Regions from separate parts of the Neogale vison genome. Here region 1 is linked to region 2. A link is a contact called in public Hi-C data. All regions are on one chromosome and are shown on one strand. Each heading gives the region's core, a stretch centred on a gene start, on an enhancer-like site or on the middle of the called end of the contact. The rest is flanking DNA. Distances are from core to core; before and after follow the strand shown.

The links. A called contact is a pair of places that touch in the nucleus more often than the background predicts.
Region 1: a Hi-C map of tongue shows a contact between it and region 2, with 10 times the contacts expected there. The contact joins the promoter of KLF10 here to the enhancer-like site in region 2. A contact is called at or near these places in 3 of 3 Hi-C or Micro-C datasets (fibroblasts, muscle and tongue).

The regions. Positions count from the first base shown.
Region 1 is chr4:34,898,680-34,904,179 of ASM_NN_V1, reverse strand. It overlaps KLF10 (Krueppel-like factor 10), which reads right to left and starts at 2,818. Exons shown (of 4, transcript XM_044245180.1): 1 at 2,675-2,818. The coding sequence starts at 2,710.
Region 2 is chr4:34,776,845-34,782,548 of ASM_NN_V1, reverse strand. No RefSeq gene overlaps it. Among named protein-coding and RNA genes, the nearest start is that of AZIN1, 47 kb to the right of the region's middle. Within about 2 kb of position 4,273, the one cell type or tissue checked has open chromatin away from gene starts, as enhancers often do. A contact at or near this core is called in fibroblasts, where this site is marked.

The DNA of each region.
Region 1 (5,500 bases), core at 1,569-4,068, 120 kb before region 2:
TCACACCTCTCTTAAAAAGGGTAAGTATAGTGCACAGAGCTCTGTCCTGATGATATGGATCTGACCTTTGGAAAGTCACTTTCCACTTTAGAATGAAGTCAACAGCACAGAAATCCTCAGCGGCTCTTTAAAATTACTGCATTAGGTTACTTGAAATCTTTCATAGCTTGATTATCTCCAGTAAGGAGAAATACATTGAAATATGTGGAAAAATCCCAAAGCTTTATTGAAACTTCAGGTTCTTCATGCTTGTGTTCCTTTTCACACAATGGTTTGCTATGCACAACTCCGACCAACTAATGGAATACTACTAAAAAATGGCCAATCATAAAATTTAACCTTCTACCCAGAATCTGCAAAAAACTGACTGTAATGAGTCTTCAATAGTCCAATTGAATGTATTTTAATTTTTAAAATTACTGATGACAAGAATGACAGCACATGCTTGGCATTTATTTGTATTGCTCCCTCTATCAAATGTTTAATGCTTCATATTAAAGTTCCTTGAACTGCTCTTTAAAAAAAAAAAAAAATGGTACCACCCACCACCTCCCATCATCCATTAATGTGATCCCATTCTTTTGGTCTAAGTAGAGATCGTGTAAAAATACCGAAAAGCATTCTTTACGCTGCAAGGTATTATTCTCAATGCTTGTTTAAAAAAAAAAAAATGCATACACCCTTCATGTTGAAATCCTCAGAAAAGGAGCCACAGCTCTCGAAATTTCACTAGTAAGGCTATTGCATAATCGCGCGCCCCTTTACGTAAGCTGCAACGGACAGCGCCTGTATGTGTAAAAGCCCCAAGACGCCAATGCAAAAAAAAAAAAAAAGAAAGAAAAGAAAAGGCAGGCCAGCAGGGAAGGGGAGTGTGAGCTGGGAAGGGCAGGAAGAGAAGCGGGGAGGGGAGGAAAGGGAGTGGGGCGCGAGGCAGGAAAGGGAAGAACGGGTGGAGGGACGGGCGGGGGAGGCAGACGAGGGGCGGGGGCGGACGGCGGGGGAGATCCTCGCTGGCGGGGACAGACGGATGGGGCCGCCCTAACCTCAATGAGGCTCGCGGGTGAGTCACTGGGAACATTCCTCGCCGCTCGCACGTCCCCGCGCCCCTGCCCCCGCCATTGGCCAGCCTGCCCGGCGGCTCGGGCCCGGATTGGCTGGACCGTGAAGGGCGGGGGGCGCGGGGGAGGAGGGGGCGAGGCATGTGAACAAAGCGTGATCAGCGGCTGCTCCCGGCCGCGCAGGAAACGTGAACTGGGAATTGCCGCGCCGTCACCTTTCACCTACTTCCTGAGCCCGCGGGCCCCCGCCCTCGCGCCGGCCCGGGGGAGGGGCCGCGGGCACCGCCGCCAACCGCCCGGCAGTGCGCGCCCGAGCCCGCGGGGAGGGGCGGGGCCGCGGGCGCCGGCTCCGGGAGCGCCCGCCCCTCCCCGCTCCCGGAGATCCGCCGTTCCCTTAGGAACCGACAGCGGGGCTGGGCCTCGTTGCCGCCCCTGGCGGAGGCCGGGGCTGGGTCACTCCGGGACGAGAAGCTCCCTGGGCGCACCCGCTCCCGGCCCATCCCCCGGCCTCCGCCTCAGCTGCCAGAGGAGGAGCCGGGTCCCCGCGGAAACCCGGCCCCCGCCCTCCTCCCGGCCGCAGCCCCCGGGGATCCGGCCGAGCCCTCGGCGCTTCCCGCCCACGCCGCCCGCAGGACCTCAGACCACCCCGTCTTTCCCGCAGACGCTGCGCCCCCTCCCCGCGGTTTCCGGCAGCTCCATCTCCGCCCGCCGAGTCTCCACGGGTTCCCAGACGTGCAGCCCCCACAGGCTCCGGCTCCAGACGCGCGGCCCCACGGCCCGCGGCTCCCGCCTCGACACGCGGCCCCCGCGTCTCGCGGCCCCGGCTCCCCCCGCCCACATCCCCCGCCCCGCTGCTGGCTCCCGCTTTCCACCCTCCTATCCCCAAGGCATCTCCCTACCCCCTCCGAGGGGGTCCTCAGAAGGCGGCCACTTGCTCCCGCGGGGGATGGGGAGTCCCCAGCCGACGTCTGGGGGCGCACCTCCTCGTCCCCCCGGGTGGTCCGGGGCCCACGTGCCACTCCTCCGCCCCCACGCCGGGAGCCCCCTCCCCCCGGCCCCGGCTGTCTGCTGAGCAGCCCCAGTACCACAAGCCTCGGCTCAGACCCCCGAAAGGGGCAGCCCCCTCTCCTCTCCTGTGGACACCCCGCCCCTCAAATGCCAGTAAGGAGCCCCCTCCCGCCCTGGGTCGCATTCCTGATCCAGACGGCGGCATCTCTCCCGGGTGCCAGGTGCAGGGTAGCCCCCTTGTCACCCCCCTTCCCTTTCCACACCTTCCCCTGTCCTCGCTGCCCGGGCAGCAGCCCCCTCCTCGCACCCTTTCAGTTATCCTCCCCCTCAACTGCCTCAAGTCTCCCAGCGGAGCTACCCCTTCCCCTCATGACACCTTGAGTAAGACCCCGGTCCCTTCGGCTGTAGATCCCAATCCGCCTGTCCTGACCCACTCCGTGACACACACGCCCTCACCAATACCCAGTGTGCAGGCAGAAAGCCCCTTCCTCCCCCAGGACTCCGCTGCAGCAGACGCCGCTGATGTCAAGGGCTCGGGGCTAGTGCCCCGGCTGGCCCCTCAGACGCAGCGAGGAAGGGAAGGACTGGGGCATCCCCAGGTGACTTACCGCAGCCTGCTGGAGAGAAGCGCCGAAGTTGAGCATGGTTGGCTGCCTGGCCGCCGGCCGCGAGCTGACTGGCTGCTCTGCTGCTTGGCCACAGACGGACGCCCGGAGACACTCGACGCCGCTCCCGCCGCCGCCGCGCTCCGCGCCGTCTGCCCCCTCCCCATTCAGGTAGCCTCTCCGCCTGCCCCGCGCCGCGGGCGGGGGTGGGGGCGGAGCCTGCGGCCGGCCAATCATCGACAAAGGTGTGTGAGGCGTCGGCCAATGAGCTCCCGGGGCCACGCGTGATCAGCGGCTGCCCGGCAGCGTGAAGCTTGTGTCAGTGGAGCGTGTACACAATCCCCGGCAGCGTGTTCCCTCGGCCCAGCCCGAGGGAACTCCCAACGCCACCTGACTCAGTGACACCCCCCACCCCTCGCCCACCCTCCCCTGCCGTCCTCCGCTCCGGCCTAGGGGGCGGTGCCGCGAGCGGGGGCCTAGCCCGGAGGCGCGGCGGCGGCGCGCCCAGGCCCTGCGGAGGGCCGGCCCCACGTGGGAGGTGGGGAGGGATGCCCGCTCCGCCCCGTCCCCTCTCCTCGGGGCCCCATCTTGTCCCGCCGCGCGGGACGCCGGGCAGCCGGGCGGGGGAGGCGGCGGCTGCTAGCCAAGGCGCCCGAGCCAAGAGATTTGCATTTGGAAGCGCCGTCCTCTTAGGCGTCTGGCAAGAAAGCAGAGCCCGCTGACCGACTGAGCTGCATTTCTCGAGCATTTACTGGGTTTTGCCTCGCTGAGCTGTGGGGAGCACGGAGGCGGGGAGGGCAGGGCGGTGAGCCCTGTCATTGAGCCGACACCTGCTTCTGTGGGGGGGCCCCCCGCCCACGCCCCGGCCACCGGAGCGGACTCGCCCTCCCCTTCTGCGTTGCAGGCAGCAGTGCCCGCCCCTGCCCTCCCCGCCCATCCTTCCTCCAGGCCGCCGAGAAAATGGTGTGGGGACTGCAGGAAGCCTTGAGAACTGGACCAATGGGGTGATGAGAGGCTATAGACCCTAGTTCTTTTCCTTCTGTTGCGCGGACGATCGGCTGCGGAATCGAGTTTTGAGCTCGATGCAAACTTTAAATTGCAGTCTGCCGGCTGTTTCAAAGGTAGACCCCATCCCCACTCCGGGCCAAGGCCTCCGGAAGCGCCTGCCTGGAAACTGCTCGTCGGGAAGGGTCTCCTAGGGTTGCCCGGCGCCCGCCCCGCGCCCAAGCGCGCCTGGAGTTGGGGTTGCTGCGGGGATGCCCGCCTGGTCAAAGGCACACCGCCCCCTCTAAGGCGCCACCCACACCCCCTCTACCCCACCACCCCATCTCTGACTCCCTGGGGGGTCGGAGGAGAGCCAGCGCCTCAGATTTGGAGCCCGTGTCTGTTTTCGTTCTCTTCTGGCCGTTGCGTGCCCGTTCACAGCAGCTGTTGTTGGGAGAGGTGGGCAGTGATAACCCAGCTGAAAGCAAACTGGAGATTTTATCTCCTTTGGACAGGCTGAACACGTGGCACAAATCACTGTCCCTCCTCAAGCCGTCTTGTCTCTCCGCGTTAACTGAAAGGCTAAGGCAAGTGACCTTTCTTTCCCAATGACCACAGAATGAGCATAGGAAGGGAATCATTTTAGAACCCGGCAAATCCATGAACGTCTTCCAGTGTTTCTTTCTGGCTTAGCCAAGGCCCAGGATAGCCAACAACACCAGTAATAATAACAGCTGACCAGGGCTGGGGATGGAATGGCCTTCTGTCACTGCCTCTCCTGAATCAGCTGGAGGGGCGCCAGCTCAGCAGCCCAGGCAGCTCTTCCTGTCTCCCCTCCACTCCATGCCCCAACTCTGTCTGCAGGGGTGTCCCTTCCTGTAGGCTTCCTTCCGCCTGGGCTGTCCCATCCTGTTGATGTGAGCCTGAGGGGTTGGAGCAGCTGGCCCTGGGCACCTGCTGCAGTAGTGGAAGCTCCCCTCTGTGCCCAACCAGCAGGCCAGCCTTCCTTCCTGTCGGGGAGCCACCCCCTCCACAGGCCAGCCTTCCTTCCTGTGAGGGAGCCGCCCCCTCGGGTGGCCACATCCAGCCAGCCCTCAGGTCTGGACCCAGTCCCTTCTTCAGGAATGTGGGGCCTGCTGGCATGATGTCCTAGCACGCTGAGAAGCAGGGAGCATTCATGGCTTGTGGGAGTGATTCAAAACAGGAAAGAAAAGAGAAAAGGGGTAGGAGGAACAGTGTGGTGGTGGCACAATTCCTAGAGATTCAGAGAAAGATGTTCTCAGGCACCTCAGACTCAACATTACCAAAACTAAAATCATTTCTGTTCCTTCCTGTATGGATTCATCATCTCCCATCTGGCCTTCACCTTCTCCCTCAAAGTCCTGGATCCCGTTGGTCCTTAGATCCCAACAGTTTTGCCTCTAAAATATCTTTTTCCTCACTTTTCATTTCTGTCCTTCGATTGTAACTCTTGGTCACTCAGTATCAACTCTCCCTTGGATTAAATAATCTGCAGTCTCCCCACCCAAACTCCAACTCCACCCCAGCTGATTTTTAGTGCCCAAACTCTCCATACAGCCACTAGAGTGGTGTTTTGAAAGTCACGATCCAATCATGACACTCCCTCCTTAAAAAAAGGATCTGTGACTCCTGTTGCCTAGGAGATAAGAGGCTGTTCCATTCAGAGCTGTACGGTCTCCCCACCCTTCCAACCTCCTCTCCCACCCAGACATACCCTTGCCCAAAGCCATAGCAAATGGCTTGCTGTTCCTCAAACATATGGTACAATTCCACATCTCTAAGCCATGTCCTCATTCAGTAAATACTGTGTTGCTCATTTATCCA
Region 2 (5,704 bases), core at 3,024-5,523:
GAGGCAGGCAGAGAGAGAGAGGAGGAAGCAGGCTCCCCGCCGAGCAGAGAGCCCGACGTGGGACTCCATCCCAGGACCCTGAGATCATGACCTGAGCCGAAGGCAGCGGCTTAACCCACTGAGCCACCCAGGCGCCCCATCTCTTGATCTTATACCTACTTTCAACATTACTTTTCCCCTAAAGTTGCAAAAAAAAAAAAAAAAGTAACCCCTCTAAATGCATACGAGGAATCTTACATTTAATGGTCTTTGAAAAAGTTTTGTGAAGAAGCCTAGCCCCTCGGGGGGGCGCGGGGGAAGAGAGAGAGACAGCCCCTAATATTTTTTGTATTTTGTATGAATGTATTTACACATGACATGTTAGCTTTAATGAAGTCCATCTGTCTTCTTGAGTGTGGATGTACACACAATGGGCTAGCTTTAGTGAGTTGCACTTAAATTCCATTGACCCTCTGCCCTCGTTCCAACTGCTAAGGGAAGGAGCAAAGACTTTCTGCTGAGTGGCCTCTGGAATCAGTGAGGAGGATGAACCTGGGGCCCTGGGGCTGGGCTACACTATCAAGCAAGGAGCAGGCTGGGTCAATACCCAAGATGAGGCTCTCATGGAAGTAGAGACAGCAAGCAGGAAGCCCAGTCAGACACAAAGGAAGCTATGAGGCCACGCATGGGGCAGAGGGGGGCAGAGGAGGGCAGAGTTGACAGCTAATTCATTTCCTCAGGAGCTCCACTAAGAGGGGAGCTGCAAAGATGAAACTCTGGGCCTCCCAGCGGGCCTCTGGGTGGAGAGGGAAGTTGAATTCAGCAAAACCTCTGAGGCCATACAAAGCGAAGTAAGAGTTACTTGGATGTATGGGCTGGGTGCACTCAGACGGTGGGGCAGGAGAAAGGAGCTTCCCAAAGAAGATGGCAACTGAACTGGGCCCAAACCTGAAATATGAGAAATCAAAATGTGAAATGCTAGAGAAGGTAACCCTTACCAAGGCAGTTCTCAGCCTGAAAAAAAAAAAAAAAGTGGAAGTTGGGGGTGGCAGCGTTTGTGGCTTAAATATCCGGTCACAGCCCTCCTCCTGCACCTGGCCTTGGCTCCCAAGATAATCTCCACTGGTCCAGCCCCCCAGCTTACCCAAAGGGCAACCACACAGGGCCCCGGACCTTCCATCACCAACACTTTCCATACCCAAACCCTGGTCACTCTTTCTGCCCTCCGATGTCACAGGCCTCTGCATCCTGACCCATCTCAGCAAATTACACCCCTTGATTTCCCAAAAGGATCATTTTTAACTCTTTTCTACAGAGGCCTGTAGCACAGAGCTTCCCAGAAGTCTGGTTCAGTGCTATTTTGAGTTGGACTGGATTGGCAGAGATGAGCCACCCACCCGCACACTCTGGAAAAGGCTGCCCAAGGAGAAGGGGGCCAGGAGCTCCCGCTCTACGTGAGCTGGAATGAGGGTCATATGGGGCGAGAAGCAGCTCACATGGTCCCTGTCGAGGCTGTGCTGACAAATAGCTCTGGACAGATCCGGGCGGGTTTTGTTCACCCAGCTGTTGTGCTACTTCTGCCTGCAAGATGAGACACGGACACCCCCCTCCCCGGGCTGGCATCACTTGTTGAGCCGTGGCTTTGGAAAGAACAGCGAGTTAAATCCCGGAAAGAGCCCGAGAATGAAATCCAGCTGGAGGCCCACCAAGGACAGTTGTGTCTTGCTCATCCTGGCGGCCGCAGCCCCCCTCCGGCACCTGGCCTTAGCTCCCAGAATAACTGCCACTGATGCCGCCCACCAGCTTCTGGGAACGACCACCACACAAGGCCCAGGATGGCGGGGTGAGGTGGGATGGGGTAGGAGTGGAAGAAACTGTCTGCTGCCCTGCTGTCCTGGCTCCTCTGCCTTCCCTCCTGTCAGCCACAGGGCGGGGAAGCCTATCAGGGCCAAAGCAACTTCGGGGTGCCTCTTAGGCCACTGCAGGTGGGTGCTTTTTAAAGGTTGCTTTTGCCCTCCTTGAGCGTCCTAGAACCACAGGATGCAGCTTCTCCAAGTGGTTACTGAATAGGGCCCAGACTCCTTCACGTGTCTCATTACTGCCTGCAAAAAGCCCATCTTCTGCCTTCAGGAGGCTTCGGCCTAAATTCTCAGGTCGTAAGAAATCACCTGCTCTTAAACTATTTCTTTCCTCTTTTTATGCAGCGTCCTTCCATCCTCCTACCACCAACGCCTTCACTCAGCCGCCACCCACCCTCTACTTACTGAGGTTCTGGAAACTCTGGGGCCTACATCCCCTCTGAAGAGTGCGGGGTGGGGAGGGGGGGCGGTGGTCTGCAGCCTCCACTCCATCCCACCGCGGTCAGGGGAGGAGATTAAGTTAAAGCAGTGCATTTCTTCAGGCTGGGCCAGAGCTGCCCCCATCGAAGGGAACTGGCCCTCCTACTTAAGATACACCGTGCCCCGGGGCCGAGGGTGTCCACCCGGGGGTCCCCCCCACCCCCGCAAGTTGCCCGGCGGCCTTTCTCAGCAAGCCCCCCTTCCGGGAGCGGCTGGGGGCCGGCCGCCACCCACCCAGCGCCGGCTTCAGCACGTGGCTCCGGGGCGGCAGGCTTCCTCCCCGCCCCCGCAGCACCGCAGGGTGGTTTTCACCCTCTTTCGCCCCTACCCCCCCACCCCACCGTGACTTCTTGTAAAGAGCGGCGCGCGTCCCCACCCACCTCCGCCCTCCCGCGGCTGCCAGACCCGGGCCGCTCCCCCCCCCCACCGCCTCCCCCGGAGGCAGCGCTTTCTCCGCCCCTGGCAGCGGGCTCCGCTTCGGAAACTGTTGACTCAGAGGGTGGCCGGGCGGCCAGCGTCTGATGTCAGCTTGGAGCCGGGCCAGGGGAGAGCGGGCGGGAGCGGGGGGCGGGGAGGGGAGGGGAGGCGCGGGGCAGCCGGCCCGGGGGCGCCCGGCCGCGGCGGGGGGCTGTGCGGCGCGCTCGGCGGCGGCGGCTGCGGTGGCCCGGGCGCCCGTGAGTCACGGTGCGTCACCGGAGCAGATGCCCGGGGCGGCCGGAGGCTCCCGGGCTCCCGCTGACTCATCACAAAGTCCTGCCGCTCCGCCCGGGAGGCTGGGGGGTGGGGGAGGGGAGAGGCCCTTGGCGGGCGGCGGCCGAGGTCGTCTGAGGCGCACGCAGCCGGAAAACCCCAAGAAGGCGGCCGCGGAGGGGGCGCTGGGGCCGGCTGGCAGCTGCCGGGGTCGCCTGAAGCGCGGGGCCGACGACAGGCCACGGGGGAGGGAACCAGTCCCCGCCCCCCAGCAGCCGGCGCGCCGCGTCAGGGCCCTACCCGCCCCCCTTTCACAGTCGTGCTGTGCCTCGCGGGCCGCCGCCGGGGTGAGGTGGGGGTGAGGGCCGCGGGAGGCTCCCCCGACCCGGGCCGTGTCGCACACGCCCACGCGCCCAGCTATCGGGAGAGGACGGGTCCCAGACGCCAGCGCTGGCCTCGGGGGCTCCCGAGGTCGCGGGGCTCTTCCCCCTCCCTTTAAGACTTGCGGTGTGTCTGGGAAGAGACCGCACCAGCTTCCAGGGCCAGGACGCCCGCAGTCCCGGTTTACTCTTGGTACCCGCCCCCCCTCTCTAGCGGCCTCTGCCCTGCTGTAGCTCCCACGTGCTGGGTCAAGGCCTGGCCCCGGCGTTTTCCTGTCACTGCTGGCTAACCACAAGGCCCTGTGCTCTCAGAGATGCAACAGAGGGACCAGAGAGCTTCAGGAAGGCGCATGAGCAGAGAGAATTTCTCTGCGTGACTGTCCACCCTGTCCTGGAACAGGGACGAATTCTTTAGCATTCAAGAAATACGTGAGACTCTTCTATCCCAGGTGCTCCCCATCCCCAGAGACAGGTGGGGGAAGAGGAGGCCCAGAAGAGTCTATTGGTCCTCACGCTGCAGATACAAGCCGGCCAGGGAAGCAAAGACGGGGCACACCTTGTGCAGAAGGAGGACAAGGGTAACAAGCACATACAGAGGTCCTGGGGGAGCTGGCATTAGGCATCTTTAAGGTAGGGACCTTAAAGAGGAATGGTTTGAACAGATGCGGAAAGGACATTCCAGACAGAAACAAATGCCTGGAACCAAAACCTAGAGGCGGGAAGAGTGAGGTGAGTTCTGGGAATGGCAAGCAATCTAGTTGGACGGGAAAAGCTGAGGCTCCCAAGAGCAGCTGCAGCTTGGCCTAGCAGACAGATGTGGATCTCAGAAGCAGGCACAGTGGCCCAGAGGGACCTGGAGCCACAGGGTTCCGCCCTCTGCCCCAGGGCACTGCGTCATGCCAGTTCCCAGACAGATGGATTCCTTCCAAGAATTCCGCAGTCCTGCTGTCACAGCTGCAGGAGCCTCCCTGCCTTGGATGGCTTTTATTAGTCGGTGTCTAATGCAAATCCTCTTTTGTTCAGATTTCAAGTACTTTCCTCCTCTGTCCTTTGTTCATTATCTATTTAGGTCTCCCTCAGGGTTTCTCAACCCCAGCAGCAGGGCAGAATTACTTGGGGGTGCTTTACAAAACACAAATTTTGGTGCGTGGGCCCCCTCCCTTAAATCTGACTTCTTCGGCCTGGGGTGGAGCCCAGGCATCAGCATCCTTTCACTGGGCTGCCAGGGATGAGCAGCCCTGATGCAGATGTCACCGCTGTGTGCGTCCAGGTCAGGCCCACACTCAGAGTGGGGCCTCCTGGCCTTCAGACTCTCTAACTCCAGCAAACCCTGAGCACGGCCTTGGCAGATCTCCAGGAGCAGTTGGACTCCCTGAGGCTGGAGCTGAAATGTGTTTCCCAGGCATCCACTGTGTAGCAGAGGCCAAAGTTTCCAACAGGAAGGGAGGGTGAGGCTTCTGTTTGCTTCCCAAGAGCCAACTGGCCTTTCAAGCCAGTGATAGCCACCATAAGCCCCACCGGCAGGAGAACAGGAGTCGGTGAGAACTACAGGCATTTCCCACGGACTGCACGTGCCTGGCAGGGGGCCTCGGTGGAGACGGCACCAGCTCCTGCATCCCTGGCCCTCAGAAGTGGAGAAGGGCTGCGCTAGGACAGATTGGGGACCTGGCCTCCAGGTCCTCTTTTACCTGCAAAATGGAGGTGTTTTGCTAGTGACTTTCACAAATTTAGGAGAAATCTCCAAATCTTTGCCTTACAGCTCCTTCCCTGTCTGTCCACTGCCACCTCCCTAATCCAGGGCTTTGGAGGAGGACCTTGAAGCCATATCTGAGGCCTTAGGAAGGTCAGGCTGAAGAACTTGGCAGTGGCTTCCCTGCTGCAAGGGAAATGACGTGGATTAACAAGCCAACCTTCCTGGACTGACTAGGAAGAAGAAATATGGCCTTGAGCCCAGGGAGGATTCAGAACTATAGGAAGAATTTCCTGACAAATGACAGTGTTGCCTAAAGGACTCATGAGAGTCTGTGAAAGGTGGAGATGCGTCCTGGGCACCTGACCCTGTCACCACCAGCAGCGTTGCTCCCATTTGACAGATGAGAAAACTGAGGCTTAGAGACATTCAGTAACTTGGTGAAGCGGTCACATCGAGGCAGGGCGGGGGTTGGAATTGGAAAGACCAACAGTTAAAAGCAGTGGGCAATGCCTCCCTGCCTTTTGGCTCTAATATCCTAGGATTTTGTGTTTTTTATCTTAAGCCTTGCAACCAGAACCTTAGAGAAGCCACACTTAATCCTAGAGATTGGACATTAAACCCAA